3 separate regions of the Sus scrofa genome follow, and all the other regions are linked to region 3. A link is a contact called in public Hi-C data. All regions are on one chromosome and are shown on one strand. Each heading gives the region's core, a stretch centred on a gene start, on an enhancer-like site or on the middle of the called end of the contact. The rest is flanking DNA. Distances are from core to core; before and after follow the strand shown.

Region 1 (4,219 bases), core at 89-2,588, 80 kb before region 3:
CATTTTAAGAGTTCTTTGTGTGTTTTGGAGAAGAGTCCTGTATCAGATTTGTCTTTGGCAAATTCTTTTGCCCACTCTGTGGCCTGTCTTTTCCTTCTCTTGATTGGGTGCTTATTTCGTGTGCAGTTTCTTTCAGGAAACCATTTTCTTCTAAAGCTTTATTAGATATTTTTAATCTTTTGGGTTTTTGGTAAGCTTTTTCTCTATTAGTAACTGGGACAACTCAAATCAAAATTAACTTTATTTTCTCCCAGAGACCATGGTTTGCTCCGATATTAAGTGATAGCCTATCACTTAACCCTTCCAGCGCAGCTTGTAACTTGTCCAAACGATCTCAAGGCTTTGACATCATTGACGTGATTACCGGTCACGTATCTGAGACTGGATATAGGTCACATTTGAAATACTTCATCAAGACGGTCCACCTTTGGGCAGATCCAGAAATAAAAACCAGCAGTATATAATCTTTGAATTAATCCAAAGAATGTCATTGTTGTAAGCACAGTTGAGGTCCTATGTTCTAGGAACAAAATCAAAGTGCTTATTAGCTCCTGAGGCTCAGGGCAGGAGCCCCTCTTGCTCAGGTCCAGGAATGGTTTTCAGCATTACCAAAATACCTTGTATAATCCTTATTTCTTAATTCCCCGAAAGAAAAAGTCCCAGACCTCAGGGTGTCTGGGTTTCAAATCACCCCCTAACCCCATAAAACGGTGCCCCACACACAGTAGAGGGGAAGAAGTGGGGTGTGATGGTCACAGCCGGTCTAGAACCGGAGGCCTGGGCCAGGGGGAGCTTAGGGTCCAGAGGATCCTTTGAAGCAGGCGTGGTTGGTGCCCCAGGGCGAGGACCTGGAGGCTGAAGGATGGTGGGGCCCGGGTGATGGCGGGCGTTCCAGGCCACTTTACCGCTTTGGAGGAGAAGCTACAAGTCCCTGGGTGCAAACAGCTTTTAAAGGTTGCAGGAAGCGAGAAGGCTCATTTTGAATTCATTTCGTCTGTTGCCTTAGGAGACAGTTGACTTTTCCTGCAGCCCTGGGCCCAGGTCCCGGGGCTCCTGTTCTACTGGGGGGACAGGTAGCAGACCTAAGACCATTTCGGTCCGAGGCGCAGGCTGAGCGAAACCACGTGGCGATGGGGCCGGGTTACCCATGGGCCGCGCGAGGGCCGCACCGGCTCCGTGGAGCTGGATGGGAAGCCCAGGAAGAACCTGACAGCCTCCGCGCAGCCAAGACTGCAGCCCCGTCAGCAGGAGCCGACAAGCAGAACCCAGGCCCCGCCCTGCCGCCGCCAACCGCGAGACCTGAGGTTCCGGAAGCCGCCGCGAGGCGGAAGTCCGCCGAGAAGCCCCGCCCCCGCCCGCGCTGCGCACGCGCCCAGGGCGGACGGCCGCCTTGGGGCGGGGCCGCGCACGCGCCTTGGGCTGGGCCGCGCAGGCGGAGGCGGAGGTGAGTGGTGCGGCCTGACGGTCCGGAGGGTAGTGCGCTTCCCGCTCGCGGGGCCGGCTTGGGCGGCTCAGCGGAGCCCGGCGGGGTTTGGAACCCGGAGGCCCGAGCGGCTGCGCACGTTGCGGCGTTGGGGGCGGGCACGGAGCGGGTGGCCTGCGGGGCGTTGCAGGAACGGAGGGCGAGCACGGAGCGGGTGGACGGAGAGGAAGAGCCCTGCGGAGACGCCGGGATCCTGCGGGGCGCCGCTGCGCCGACCTGACATAGCCAAGGGAAAAGCCAGGGAACACGCGGACAGGGCGATAGACATTAGCCGAAATGAAACAGAAAAGAGGACCATGTCTTATGTTGAAGCCTTCAGGTCATTTGGAGTTTACTTTTGTGTATGGTGTGAGGGTGTGTTGCCGTGGCTGTCCGGCTGTCCCCACACCACTTGCTGAAGAGACTGTCCCCAGTGTATATTCTTGCGTCCTTTGTTGAAGATGAATTGACCATGGGCGTGTGTGTTTATTTCTGGGCTCTCTGCTCTGTTGCATTGATCTGTAGGTCTGTCTCTCTGCCAGTACCATGCCATTTTGATTACTGTAGCTTTGTAGTATTGTAGAAGTCTGGGAGGGTGATGCTTCCTGTTTTGTTCTTTTTCTTCAAGATTGTTTTGGCAATCTTTTGTGGTTCCATATACACTTTTGGGTTATTTGTTCTAGTAAAAAATGTCATGGTTAATTTGATAGGAATCACGTTAAATGTGTAGATTACTTTGGGTGGTATAGCCACTTCAACAGTATTAATTCTTCCAGTCCAAGAGCATGGGCTGTCCTTGCATTTCTTTAATAAATCATCTGCAGTTTCCTTTATTAATGTTTTATACTTTTCGGTGTATAAATCTTTTACCTCCTTGGATAGGTTTATTCCTACATATGTATGTATGTATGTATTTATCTTGGTGTGACTTTAAAAGGTACCTGCAGTTCTTTGGTGGCCTAGTGGTTCAGGGTTTGGCGTTGTCACAGCTGTGACTTGGGTTCAGTCCCTGGCTCAGGAATTTCTGCATGCTTTAGGCATGACCAGAAAGTAAATGAATAAATAAAGGTATTGGCTTTTTTTTTTACATTCCTTTTCTGACATTTCACTCTTAGTGTAAAGCAATGCAGCCCATTATAGCCATTTCACCAAAGCAGAAGTACAGATGGCCATTAGGCACATGAAAAAACTGCTTAACATTGTTAATTATTGGAGAAATGCAAATCAAAATACAATGAGGTACCACCTGACACCAGTCAGAATGGCTATGATTACAAAGTATACAAGTAATGGGAGTTCCCCTCATGACTCCGTGGTTAATGAACCTGACTAGCATCCATGAGGATGCATGTTCAATCCCTGGCCTCACTCAGTGGGTTAAGGATCAGGGTTGCTGTGAGCTGTGGTGCAGGTCACAGATGCAACTTGGATCCCACATTGCTCTGCTCTGGCTCTGGTGTAGGCTGGTGGCTACAGCTGCAATTGGACTCCTAGCCTGGGAACCTCCCTATGCTGCAGGTGTGGCCCTAAAAAGACCAAAAAAAAAAAAAGAAAAGAAAAGAAAAAACCCAGTCTACAAATAACAAATGCTGGAGAGGATGTGGAGAAAAAGGAGCCCTCCTACACTGTTGGTGGGAGAAGTTGGTACAGCCACTATGGAGAATAGTATGGAGTTTCCTCAGAACTAAAATAGAACTAAAGGAGTTCCCATCGTGGCTCAGTGGTTAATGAATCCGACGAGGAACCATGAGGTTGCGGGTTCGATCCCTGGCCTTGCTCAGTGGGTTAAGGATCTGGCGTTGCTGTGGCTGTGGTGTAGGCTGGTGGCTACAGCTCCGATTATACCTCTAGCCTGGGAGCCTCCATGTGCTGCTGGAGTGGCCCTAGAAGAGGCCTAAATAAATAAATAAAATAAAGAAAGAAAGAAATAAAATAGAACTGAAAATGAAGTTACCATGTGATCCAGAAATCCCACTTCTGGGCAAATATCCAGACAGAACTATAATTCAAAAAGATAATGCACCCTTGTGTTCATAGCAGCACTGTTTACAATAGCCAAGACATGGAAAACAATCTAAATGTCCACTGACAGATGGATAAAGGAGAAGTGGTACGTATATACAATGGAGTACTACTCAGCCATAAAAAGAATGAAATAATGCCATTTGTAGCAACATGGATACAACTAGAGATTATACTAAGTGAAGTCAGCAAGAGAAAGACAAATACCATATGTTATTACTTATATGTGGACTCTAAAATATGATAGAAGTGAACCTATTTTGTGAAACAACCAGGAGCAGACCTGTCTTGCCAGGTGGGGGAGGGTGTTGGGGAAGGATGGAGTGGGAGGTTGGGGTTACTGGAGGTCAGCTATTATACATACAACAAGGTCCTACCGTATAGCACGGGACCTGTATTCAATATCCTATGCTAAACCCTAATGGAAAAGAATATAAATATAGGATATGGAATATTATTCTCTGTATATATAAGTGTGTATGTGTGTGTGTGTGTGTGTGTGTGTGTGTATGATCTAAGGAATATTTTAAAAAGAGTGAAAAACCAAACCCCAGAACAGAGGGTCCAAGAACCGCAGGACAACATCAAAGTTCAATGTCCTTGCAGTTGAAATCTCAGTGAGAGAAGGGACAGAAAGGGGCAGGGGACACATTTGAAGTGTCCAAAAGTAATGAAAAGTATCCAACTATGGATCAAGCTGTGTAAACAGGATACACGGGTTTAAAAGGCGTGGGG
Region 2 (4,809 bases), core at 89-2,588, 120 kb before region 3:
AAAATAAAGACGTTGGACGGGATTTCCCTTGTGGCCTAGGGGTTAAGGATCCCTCATTGTCACTCCTGCGGCTGGGGTCTGGAGCCCTGAGCCAGGAACTTCCACATGCTACGGGCAGGGCCAAAAAAAAAAAAAAGTAGACGGATGCAAACTCCTTGAAGGCAGGGAGCAGGAATCGCAGGGGTGCAGAGCACAGGACGAGCACTGAATGAATAAACGAGTAAGTTGTCCCAAGAGCGTTAAACCGACCTGCATCTCCCCCGAGCTCCCCGAACAACAGCGCTGCAGTCACAAAACGTACCGTCCTCGGGAACCTCCATCGCCGCCGCTGGGCCTGGCTGGCCGAAGGCGCGTCGCTGCCGGCTCCTCCCGCCGCGGCGAGAGCTGTCAGAAGTCACTGCGGGACGAGCGGGCCAGAGGGTGAGCGGGTGGCAGAGCCGAGCCCCGGCTTCCTCCAGCCCCAGAGAAGCCCTGCAGCACGAGCAGCACGGGCCGCGCGGAGGGAGCTGAGCTGGCGGCCGCGGCGGGCCAGGGAGCGGGGGCGGCAGAGGCCACCTCAGGCGCAGCCCGAGACCCTCCGGGACGCACCCCAGCGCCCGCGCGCCTCCACGCCGGGTGCTCCGGCGCGGCGCCGGCCGAGGCAGGCCTGAACGCCCCGGACCCGCACGACCGAATTCCAGCCCCCAGGCCGACTGCTGGGGGCTGCGGTTTGCCCCCGGGGCGGCTCCGTACTCGCTGCAGCCCCGACGGAGCGCGCGAGGGGAGCCTGGGATCCCCGCCACATGAGCCCCCCGCTCGACGTCCCCCGACCTGCGCCCCGGGCCTCGCCCGCGCCCCCGCGCCCCCTCACCCGGAGCGGTCCCGGCCGACGCGCCTCCGCCCCGGGTTTAAACGCGCCGCGGCAACTGCGGCGCGGGCTGAGGATTGGCTAGTTTGAAAGGTCTCGGCGCCCGGTGCATGCTGGGGGTTGTAGTCAGAGCCCTGGGAGGCGGGCACAGGACGCATGCGCACTGCATCGGCGCGCTGATCGTGCCTGAGGTTCGTCCCAGGCTTGCGGTGGAGCTGACGTGGGGCGAGGTCTCTTAGAGCTTGCACCCCGTATGTCCCAGAAGACCAGGCATCAGGACCAGATCTTCATCCTTAAATAAAAATCAAATTCCTATCGTAGGGTGTTGATGTGAAGACCAAACGAAATAGGTGCTCCCACCTGCTTTGTAAAGCATTACCAAGTTCTTAACAGAGCAAGGAGACCGGTTCCCTGCCCGGAAGAGTGCCCAGGTGACACCGGGTGACCAGACACCCCAGTTTGTGCCCTTGAACCCGGAGAACGTGTTTAGGCCCTGAACATGGCCTTCATCCGCGCTTTGTCTTGTCCTGAATCCTTGACCAGTCTATCCAAGGGCTCCCCCTGCAGTCCTGGGCCTTGCTCTTTGCCTCGCCCCCCACCCCGCTGCATTCTGATGTGCTGGGTCCTCCTGGATTCTCCCTGGGCCTCTGTCCATGGGCTCCCTTCTGAGTTTCATCATCTTTTGCTCAGGACCCTGCTTAACTGGAGAAGAGAGAGGGGGCCAGACAGACCCAGGTATAAATCCCAGCGGCAGGTCTTGGTCCAGAGCTCTCGGGTTACAAGTAATAGAAAATCAGCTTCAAGTTGGCTTTAGAAAGAGTATTTATTGGCTCCAGGAGTAGGGACGTCCAGGAGCCCTGACAGGAGTCCTGACTTCGGGCCTAGACAGAGAGAGGGGCTTGAAGGAGGGTGCCAGGTCAGATTGTCCCCTGCTGGCCCCTCTGGGGTCCTGCTCAGCTTCAGGCAGGCTGCCTTCACTCCAGGCTTCTCCCTGCCTGCCAGAACCTGGACTCAATCCATGATCCCAAGGCCCAGGCCTGCCTGGTCGTGACCACAGGGCCACTGCAGCAGGGACCCAGAAGGTACTAGACCCAAGGGCAGTTAGCCTAGATGTCGGATTCCTACGACCCTGTGGGCATCTGCTGGGGTGAAGGCCCCCAGACACCCACTCCCGATGCTCCTCCCCCTGCATCATATCAGCACGTGGGACGTGCTCAGTGAGTACCCCAATTATCAATAACTTGCTGCTGCTAACTCTGAGCTGTACCTTCATCCATCTCTCCTCTGGGCCTCCTCTTTTCCATCCACTGTAGACTCAGTTCTCCCTGCCTGGTTGGATTATGCTTCATGTTTTCCTGCACTTGTTCATGGGATCACGTATCCATCATGGGTCCCTGACAGATAGTCAGTGCAGGCTCTGTGCTGGGTGAGGCTGGGACACATATGCTGTCCCTGACCCCAAGCAGTCCAGCCGGCGAGAAAGATGCAATAGCAAGGGCAGGTGCCAAGGGCTGTGGGGCACCAGCCTGCACTGGGGGGACAGAGGCCTTCCCAGAGGAGGGGACCAGGGTTCCTGATACCCTGGCCAAGTCGTATCTTGCTTGGAACCAGGAGAAGGAAGGACAGGTGGGGTGTGGGCAGGCTCTGTCCTGAGAACTGGCAGGAGGGGACAGCTCAGGATGGGAAGGCAGGCTCCCCCTTGGGATGTGCCCCTAGCCCCTGAGGTGAAACAGCACCTCTCTTAAGATCCTACTGAGGGAGGTCCCATCATGGCACCGTGGAAACGAATCCAACTAGGAACCATGAGGTTGCAGGTTCGATCCCTGGCTTTGCTCAGTGGGTTAAGGATCCAGTGTTGCTGTGAGCTGTGGTGTAGATTGCAGATTCGGCTTGGATCTGGCATTGCTGTGGCTGTGGCATAGGCTGGCAGCCGTGGCTCTGATTGGACCCCTAGCCTGGGAACCTCCATATGCTGCGGGTGCGGCCCTAAAAAGCAAAAAAAAAAAGAAAAAAAAAATCCTACTGCAATTACTCTGTTCTTGACTTGCTTCCCCACCCCACCCCCAAGTTCAAGGAAAAGCCTATCTCCCCAGGACCCAGCCCAGGCCTGGCACATGGAAGATGCTTGGAGGTACCCACTTAGCAACAGCCAAAGAACCAATCAACCAATTTATTTTAATTTCAGGAATTTGTCTAGTCCATTTGGAGGCATCAGCGCCTCCAGGAGACCCACCTAACTTCAGTTTGCTTTGAAAGAATCCAAGAAACACCCGTGGCATGGCTGTGCCAGGTCAGGTGACCTATGGGGAAAGAGACTGAGGCAGATCCTGTTAAAACCCCACCACAATGCTTGGCTTTTTGCCACCACAGGGCAACCTCTCGGCTCATTCCTCACACCCAGAAAACACACCAGCTCCATGCGTGTGCCCTCATGTGCTTACAATCGTGGATGACAAAGGAAGCCAGGTACCCAAGGTCCCTTTACAGTGTGCAGTTTAGAATAAAGAGAAAACAAGCCCGAATCCGTACCACCAACCACCCCCACACCGCCTCCGAGAAGCCTGAAGACATCTCTGCAGAAACAGCAGGAGGGCCCAGGCCCCAGGCAGTGAGGGGGGCGCCCTCCCCTCCCCCAGGAAGCACAGGGCAGGGGTCTGAGGTGAATGTCAGCAGGGCCTCCACTAGCTGTGACCCTGGGCAAGTCACTTCCCCCCACCGGTCCCCTCACCCAAAAGATGGGGCAACAGAGCCTCTCCAGCATATGACAGGAAGACAGAAGGAAGGGGTTTATCCCAGGGGCAGCCCGGGCCGGGGACGGGCCTCCTCCCACAGCCCTGTGGCCCTTAACACGGATTAGAAGAAGATTCTGAATCACGCTGAAAACGATTTGCGTCCCCTCTTCCATTAATGCCATTGGTTACAGGGCTTTCTGGTCAAAGTTGCCTAACGAGCTCTGGCTACTTGTAAGCCTGAGAGGTCGGGGGGCAGCCCTGGCGAGGCTGCGTGGGGCAGGCTCACTGCAGGAGGTGGACGGCGGCCGCCTTCCGGATGAGCCTCGCCGTCAGGGGTGAGTTGGGCTTCAAGGCGTCTCGCTCCATCAGAAGGCTCCTGGGGAAACAGACAGGGCCTATGCTGGAACCTCCTAGACCGTGGGGGCCGGAGCGTCCCTCCACCCTAAAGCAGGATGCGGGCAGCTCGGGCTGGGGCTGCCCTGGGTGGAGAGCAAAGGGCCCCGCTTCCCAAGGTGCTGGAGGAGGGGCCGGCATCACAGCAGGGGGACAGGATGGACCAAGGAGCCCTGACCTTGGCGGAGGGACCGGACCGCAGAGGAGGTGGGGGGAGGGCGGAGGACCCGAGAGCGTGGGCTTCGGGAGCCCAGCGGGCTCGGCCCGGGAGCGCGCCCTGTGCCGGCGAACACGCTGGCAAGGCCCCGAGCGCTGAGGATTCCAAGGTCCGCATACCCCTGCGGCCTCGTCTGCCTCCGGAACATGGGGGGCCAACCTCCCGCCATAATCCAAGCCCAAAGCTGAAAAGCGGGGACCAGAGGGTAGAGGACGCCGGTGGGGATGGGAGAGCGGGCAGCCAGGCCTGAGAATGTTCAGGAAAGAGAGTGGCAGAGAAGATAGTGTGGGAAAAGTCCAACTTTCAATACCGCCGAGCCAAAGGCCCCAAACAGCTGACAACGGGGATTCCGTGCGGTGTGGGTGGGGCTGAGGGGATGGAGCCTGGCCCTTGGGGTGGGCACACCATGGCAGGGGCCCAGGGTTTCCACCTGAGATGTGTGATGGTGGCCCCAGGGCACTTGGAGGGGGCGTGCCTCTCACCCCCACAGCAACAAGCTCCCCTCCAGTCAGCCTGTTCCCCTCAGCGCTCCCAGGGCAGACGCCCCGCCGGGCACCCCACCTGCCCTGGGTGGGCCCCAGGTCCCCCACTCAAGCCTTCACTCTCCTCTCTGTCCAGAC
Region 3 (4,561 bases), core at 52-2,551:
CATTTGGGGCACCGGCGTCGGGCCTTTAAAACTTAAAAAAGGCGAGGAAAGCACGAGCATACAGTTGTTCCTCGTTGGTCTGCGGAGGACGTGGGGGGCCGAACCGACCCTCCGGACTTCCGCCAGCACCTCTCTGTGCAGCTGGGGACTCGAGGGCCCCGGGCTCGGGAGACTGCCCTGGGCTCGCCCGGCCCGGCCCGTCTGGGTCGCCCGATTTCGCTCAGGGACAAAGTGGGGCAGCTCCTCAAAGGTGAACTAACCCGCGTGCGAGTCCCTCCCGTGGGACTCAGCCGTCAGGGGCAGGAGAGTCGGTCTGTCGGGGTTTCGGGCCACCTAGCCTAGGGGGTCGCCGGAGGCCGCGGGAAACCTCCCCCAGCCGGTGACACCCAAACTCGACCACGCTGAAGGAAGACGCACCCGAGGCACTCGCTTGGTGGGCCTTCTCCCCGGGGTGACAACTTAAGGACGCAGTGTCTCCGAAGTCCCCGGCCTCCACTTCTACCCAGCCCCCAGCCCCACCGACAGCTGCGGACGCCGAGGCTCCGGGAAGGCCCTGGACGCTCCAAGGGAGGCCGAGCTAGAAGCGGCCCCAGGGGCCCGGGATCTCCCAGCACGAGCCCGCGGCAAGCGCCCTCACCCGCGCCCCTGGGCCCCGCGCATGCGCCGCCCGGCCCCTCCCCGTCCGCCGCCGCTCGGGGTCCGGAGTCGGAGGAAGCCTGGCCCGCGGACCCCCGCGCGCGCCCGCCCGCCGCCTGGCACCTGAGGCTGCGGTCCGCCGCCTGCCGGTCCGCCGGGCAAGCGCGCTGAGGGAGGCGGCGCCGGGCAGGGCGCTTGCGGCCGCCTCCGCCCCCGCCGCCGGCTGCCCTCGCCGTGGGGCCGCTGCGTCCCCTACCCAAGCCCGGCGCCGCCTCCCCGCGCCCGTGCCAGCCGCGCCCCTGCGGCACGCGCCGCCCCTCTGCCCCCCTCCCGGGCCGGGAGGCTCAGACCGCGAGCGCTTGGGACCCGGGAGGAAGCCCCGCCCAGGCCCCGCCCCGCTCGGGGCACACCCCCGGATGGCGCCGCGCCATTGGCTGTCGGCGGCGACCGGGGTGGGGCCGCTCCTGGCGGCTCCCACCTCCTGCCCAGCCCTGGCAACACCAGTGGGGAAACTGAGGAGGGAGAGGCGGAGGGACAGCCAAGGTCAACTGGCCGGTGGGCACAGCGCCTCGATGGCACACCTCGTGCGGCTGGGCTTCGGCGAGCGTCCGGCCCCGCCCACCGGGAAGGGCTGAAGTCGAGGAGGGGCGGGCGCGAGGTTGCGGGACGGGTGGAGGTTCCCGCCCCGCGCCCTGGCCACGCTGGCGAGGCCCCTCCTCCCTCGGGGAGCCCGGCTATGCCCGTCTATGCGTTGAGCTGGTCTAGACCCGGGACCGAGGCGGAGGTGCCCTCGAGTCTCTGGGGAGCGCAGGATGTGGGGTGGGCGGTGAAGGAGTTTGTCCGGGGGACCCCAGAATGCAAAAGGAGGACGCATCAACAGGTGGGGGAGTTGCCAGGGCAGGTGCGGCGGGACAGGGACGTAGAAGGGTGAAGGGCAACCGGACGGGACACCGGGAGGCGCCGCCTACTCGGACCAGCCGCCCCCCACCCCCCGCTGTCGCGAGTGCCGTACCCCTCCCCCCGTGCGTCGGGGGTGAGGGGCTGACTTTGTGCCCAGCGGACGCGCTGGGCTTCTGCCAGCGCAGGAGGGAGGTCGCGGCCCGGCAGCCAATGGAGAGGAGTAAGAGCGAGAGCTGCAAAGCGGCTTTGTTTGCACCGCGACGCCCGAGCTCCCCGCGCGGAATGCACAAAGCCTCTGGTGCCAGCGCACCAGGACGCCCCTCCTGTGGGAACGAAATGTATGCTATGCCAGCGCTGCTCCTTGCCCTCCCGCTGCTCCTGTCACTGTTCTATTTGTAGTGGACCGGAAACAACTCCAAAGCAAACCCCCTCATTACACGGAGGCGCTGGAGACCCTGCCCCTACCTGGCCCTTTCACAGATGTCTTAGGCTCTCCCTTGTTGATTGGCCCCATACCTGCGGTGAACTTTGCCCCCGCTGCAGACACCCACATAACCCTCCCACTAACACATCTGACAATCCCAGCTTTTATTGCACATGCCATATAGCAATAGACACTTTTTGTATTATGTTTCAGAGTTTACAGAGTGATCCAGGATACGTTGTAGGTATTATTGATTCACCCAGCTAGGGGCTGTACTGCACTGCTGTGTCATGGATATAGCAGGGAAGGGAGCTGACCACCCCCTGCCCAGCGGGTCCTCAGAAGGACATCCAGGCTCAGAGACGTGGTCACCTGACACACTCCATCTCCCAGGCCATCAAGAGCCAAGTCTCCAAACACAGGAGTGTTGGCTTTTTTTTTTTTTTTTCCCAGAAGCACCGTGATGGTCTGCTTTCAACCCATGTAAATACGGCAGTTGGAAAGACCTGGGGAAAATTTTGGACCAGGGCAGAGGAAGCTGCATGGGGTTCCACAGGGTAGTGTGTGTACCTGCAGCAGATCTAGAGAAATGAAGTTCTTGGGTCCTTGGCGCTCCCAAGGTTTGGTGGAGAGACAATTTGTTTTTCATGCATTTGATGGAAGTTCCTCACCTTTGAACAAATGCTCCCAGCCGGTCCCTTGCCTCCCCCCCACCGGGAGGAAACTAGAAGGGTGCTTAGGAGTTTTCTCATGGGAGTGTTCGTGACACGGCCCCATACGTCCTGCCCCCCAGGGGACTGTTCACTCCCGTTTACCTTTCCGACTTTCTGTTAGCCATGAAAAACCTGTGTGTCCCAGCACAGGAGAAACTGTCAGAAAGGACATGCCTCTCCCCGCCCCCAGCTCCTGAAGTCTCCCCTCCTTCCCTCCTTACCACTCTCTGCATTGATGAAACACGGGTGGAGTTCCCGTCGTTGCACAGTGGTTAATGAATCCGACTAGGAACCATGAGGTTGCAGGCTCGATCCCTGGCCTTGCTCAGTGGGTTAAGGATCCAGTGTTGCCATGAGCTGTGGTGTGGGTCGCATTCACGGCTCGCATCCCCCGTTGCTGTGTCTCAGATCCCGAGTTGCTGTGGCTCTGGTGTAGGCCGGTGGCTACAGCTCTGATTAGACCCCTGGCCTGGGAACCTCCATATGCCGTGGGAGCAGCTCAGGAAAAAGATAAAAAGACAAAACAAACAAAACAACAACAACAACAACAAAACATGGGCACCAGAACGCAGACAGCTTCCTGTGCACGGACTGAGCAGACCCTTGTAACGTCAGGGACAAATTCGTACTCCTTGAAACCTGCCTGAATTCCTCTTTGCAGCCTTGGTAAATACTTAAAGCATGGAGGGGGCGGGGTGCTGTGTATCTCAATTCACAGCTTCCATTTATTTGGTGCTGATGCTCTTTCAGGTCCTGTTTCACATTTTTCTAATCTCGAAGATGTTTGGAAAAAGAATTATTATTGTGCCTATATGATAAGAGGGAGACCGAAGCATGGACCTCCCCCCAACCCCCCGAACGGCCACACCAGGTCACACTGGCCCGTTGTAGAGCCCAGGATAGGAAGCAGGTCTGTGCTGCCCACACCTGCCCTGCTGAGCCACTCTCGGATGGATCCACCTGCCGAATCCCACCAGAGGCTACCCTTTGGCCTCTGGGGGAGAATCAGGAAGCTCAGGGACACTGAGAGGAAAGGAAGGGAGAGGCTGGCATAGGCTCTCGCCACTAGATTCCAGGCAGCAGGTTAGACCCTGAGTGTGTAAATACGTGATGCCAAGCTTCTGTGTTCAGATGCTGTCCTGACCCCTGCAGGGGGCAGCGTCTGCCCTGAGTCTGAGGTCAAGGCCCCAGGCAGAAGTCTGTCTGTTTGACCTGCAGCTGGGGTAAGCCCTTTTCCAGGAACTGTCGAAGCCTCAGCGGGTCACTCGTTTGCCCTTTGCTGATCTGCAAAGTTCCCCCATGAGATGGAATTTGTGCTTCTGGGGTGTCATCAGCCAGGGCCGTGGCCTCTGGTCTCCTGGAAACAGGCCCTCAGGTCAGGTGGTAGAAGGTAGCAGGGGCAGGGGACTGAGAAAGAGAGCGTTCACGGTCAGCAGAGCTGCTCCGTGGCCCACAGAGGAGCTCAGCGAGGACCGGCCACGTGCAGGTGCACGGCTGCCATCCTGTGCAGCATGGGCCGCCAAACCGCGGGCCTCCAGGCAACCAAGTCTTGTCACGCCAAAGCACAGAACTCACAGTGGCCCCGCCAAACAGCTGGCTTCATTCTCATTTTACAGAGGCGAAAACCAACATCCCTCGGCCGAGGTCTCCAAGGGGGAACGAGAAGCGGGCCCTCTACACCTGCCTCGGGTAGCCCCCGGGTTGCACTGTCCACTCTAGAAGCCGGTGCTCTCCTGGCCTGATACCCTGACCGTCTCTGGCAGACCCAGAGCATGCTGGTAAACACGTGCACAGGCCTGTGGCAGGAAAAAGCCATGTTCAAGGAGACGTAGAAATGGCACAAGACAAGCCGAGGGGGGCAGTGCCTTGTGGCCGCATGGGGAGTGTG

What was found. Hi-C and Micro-C count contacts between places; a contact is called where the count stands out from the background.
Region 1: a contact with region 3 is called in a Hi-C map of skeletal muscle, with 3 times the contacts expected there. The contact joins the promoter of CDPF1 here to the enhancer-like site in region 3. A contact is called at or near these places in 1 of 5 promoter capture datasets (fetal skeletal muscle), 8 of 47 Hi-C or Micro-C datasets (alveolar macrophages, embryonic fibroblasts, fetal liver and 5 more) and 2 of 2 datasets of contacts at active chromatin or transcription factors (alveolar macrophages and skeletal muscle).
Region 2: a contact with region 3 is called in a Hi-C map of embryonic fibroblasts, with 2.0 times the contacts expected there. The contact joins the promoter of GTSE1 here to the enhancer-like site in region 3. A contact is called at or near these places in 6 of 47 Hi-C or Micro-C datasets (embryonic fibroblasts, fetal heart ventricle, liver and 1 more) and 1 of 2 datasets of contacts at active chromatin or transcription factors (skeletal muscle).

Annotation. Positions count from the first base shown.
Region 1 is chr5:3,285,705-3,289,923 of Sscrofa11.1, forward strand. It overlaps CDPF1 (cysteine-rich DPF motif domain-containing protein 1), which reads left to right and starts at 1,339. Exons shown (of 4, transcript XM_003125953.4): 1 at 1,339-1,444.
Region 2 is chr5:3,245,341-3,250,149 of Sscrofa11.1, forward strand. It overlaps GTSE1 (G2 and S phase-expressed protein 1), which reads right to left and starts at 1,339. Exons shown (of 12, transcript XM_021091376.1): 1 at 851-1,339; 2 at 302-397. The coding sequence starts at 320. TTC38 (tetratricopeptide repeat protein 38) reads right to left here. Exons shown (of 13, transcript XM_021091377.1): 13 at 3,002-3,955. The coding sequence ends at 3,791.
Region 3 is chr5:3,365,495-3,370,055 of Sscrofa11.1, forward strand. No RefSeq gene overlaps it. Among named protein-coding and RNA genes, the nearest start is that of PPARA, 47 kb to the left of the region's middle. Within about 2 kb of position 1,302, at least 46 of the 83 cell types and tissues checked have an H3K27ac peak or open chromatin away from gene starts, as enhancers often do. A contact at or near this core is called in alveolar macrophages, embryonic fibroblasts, fetal liver and 5 more, where this site is marked.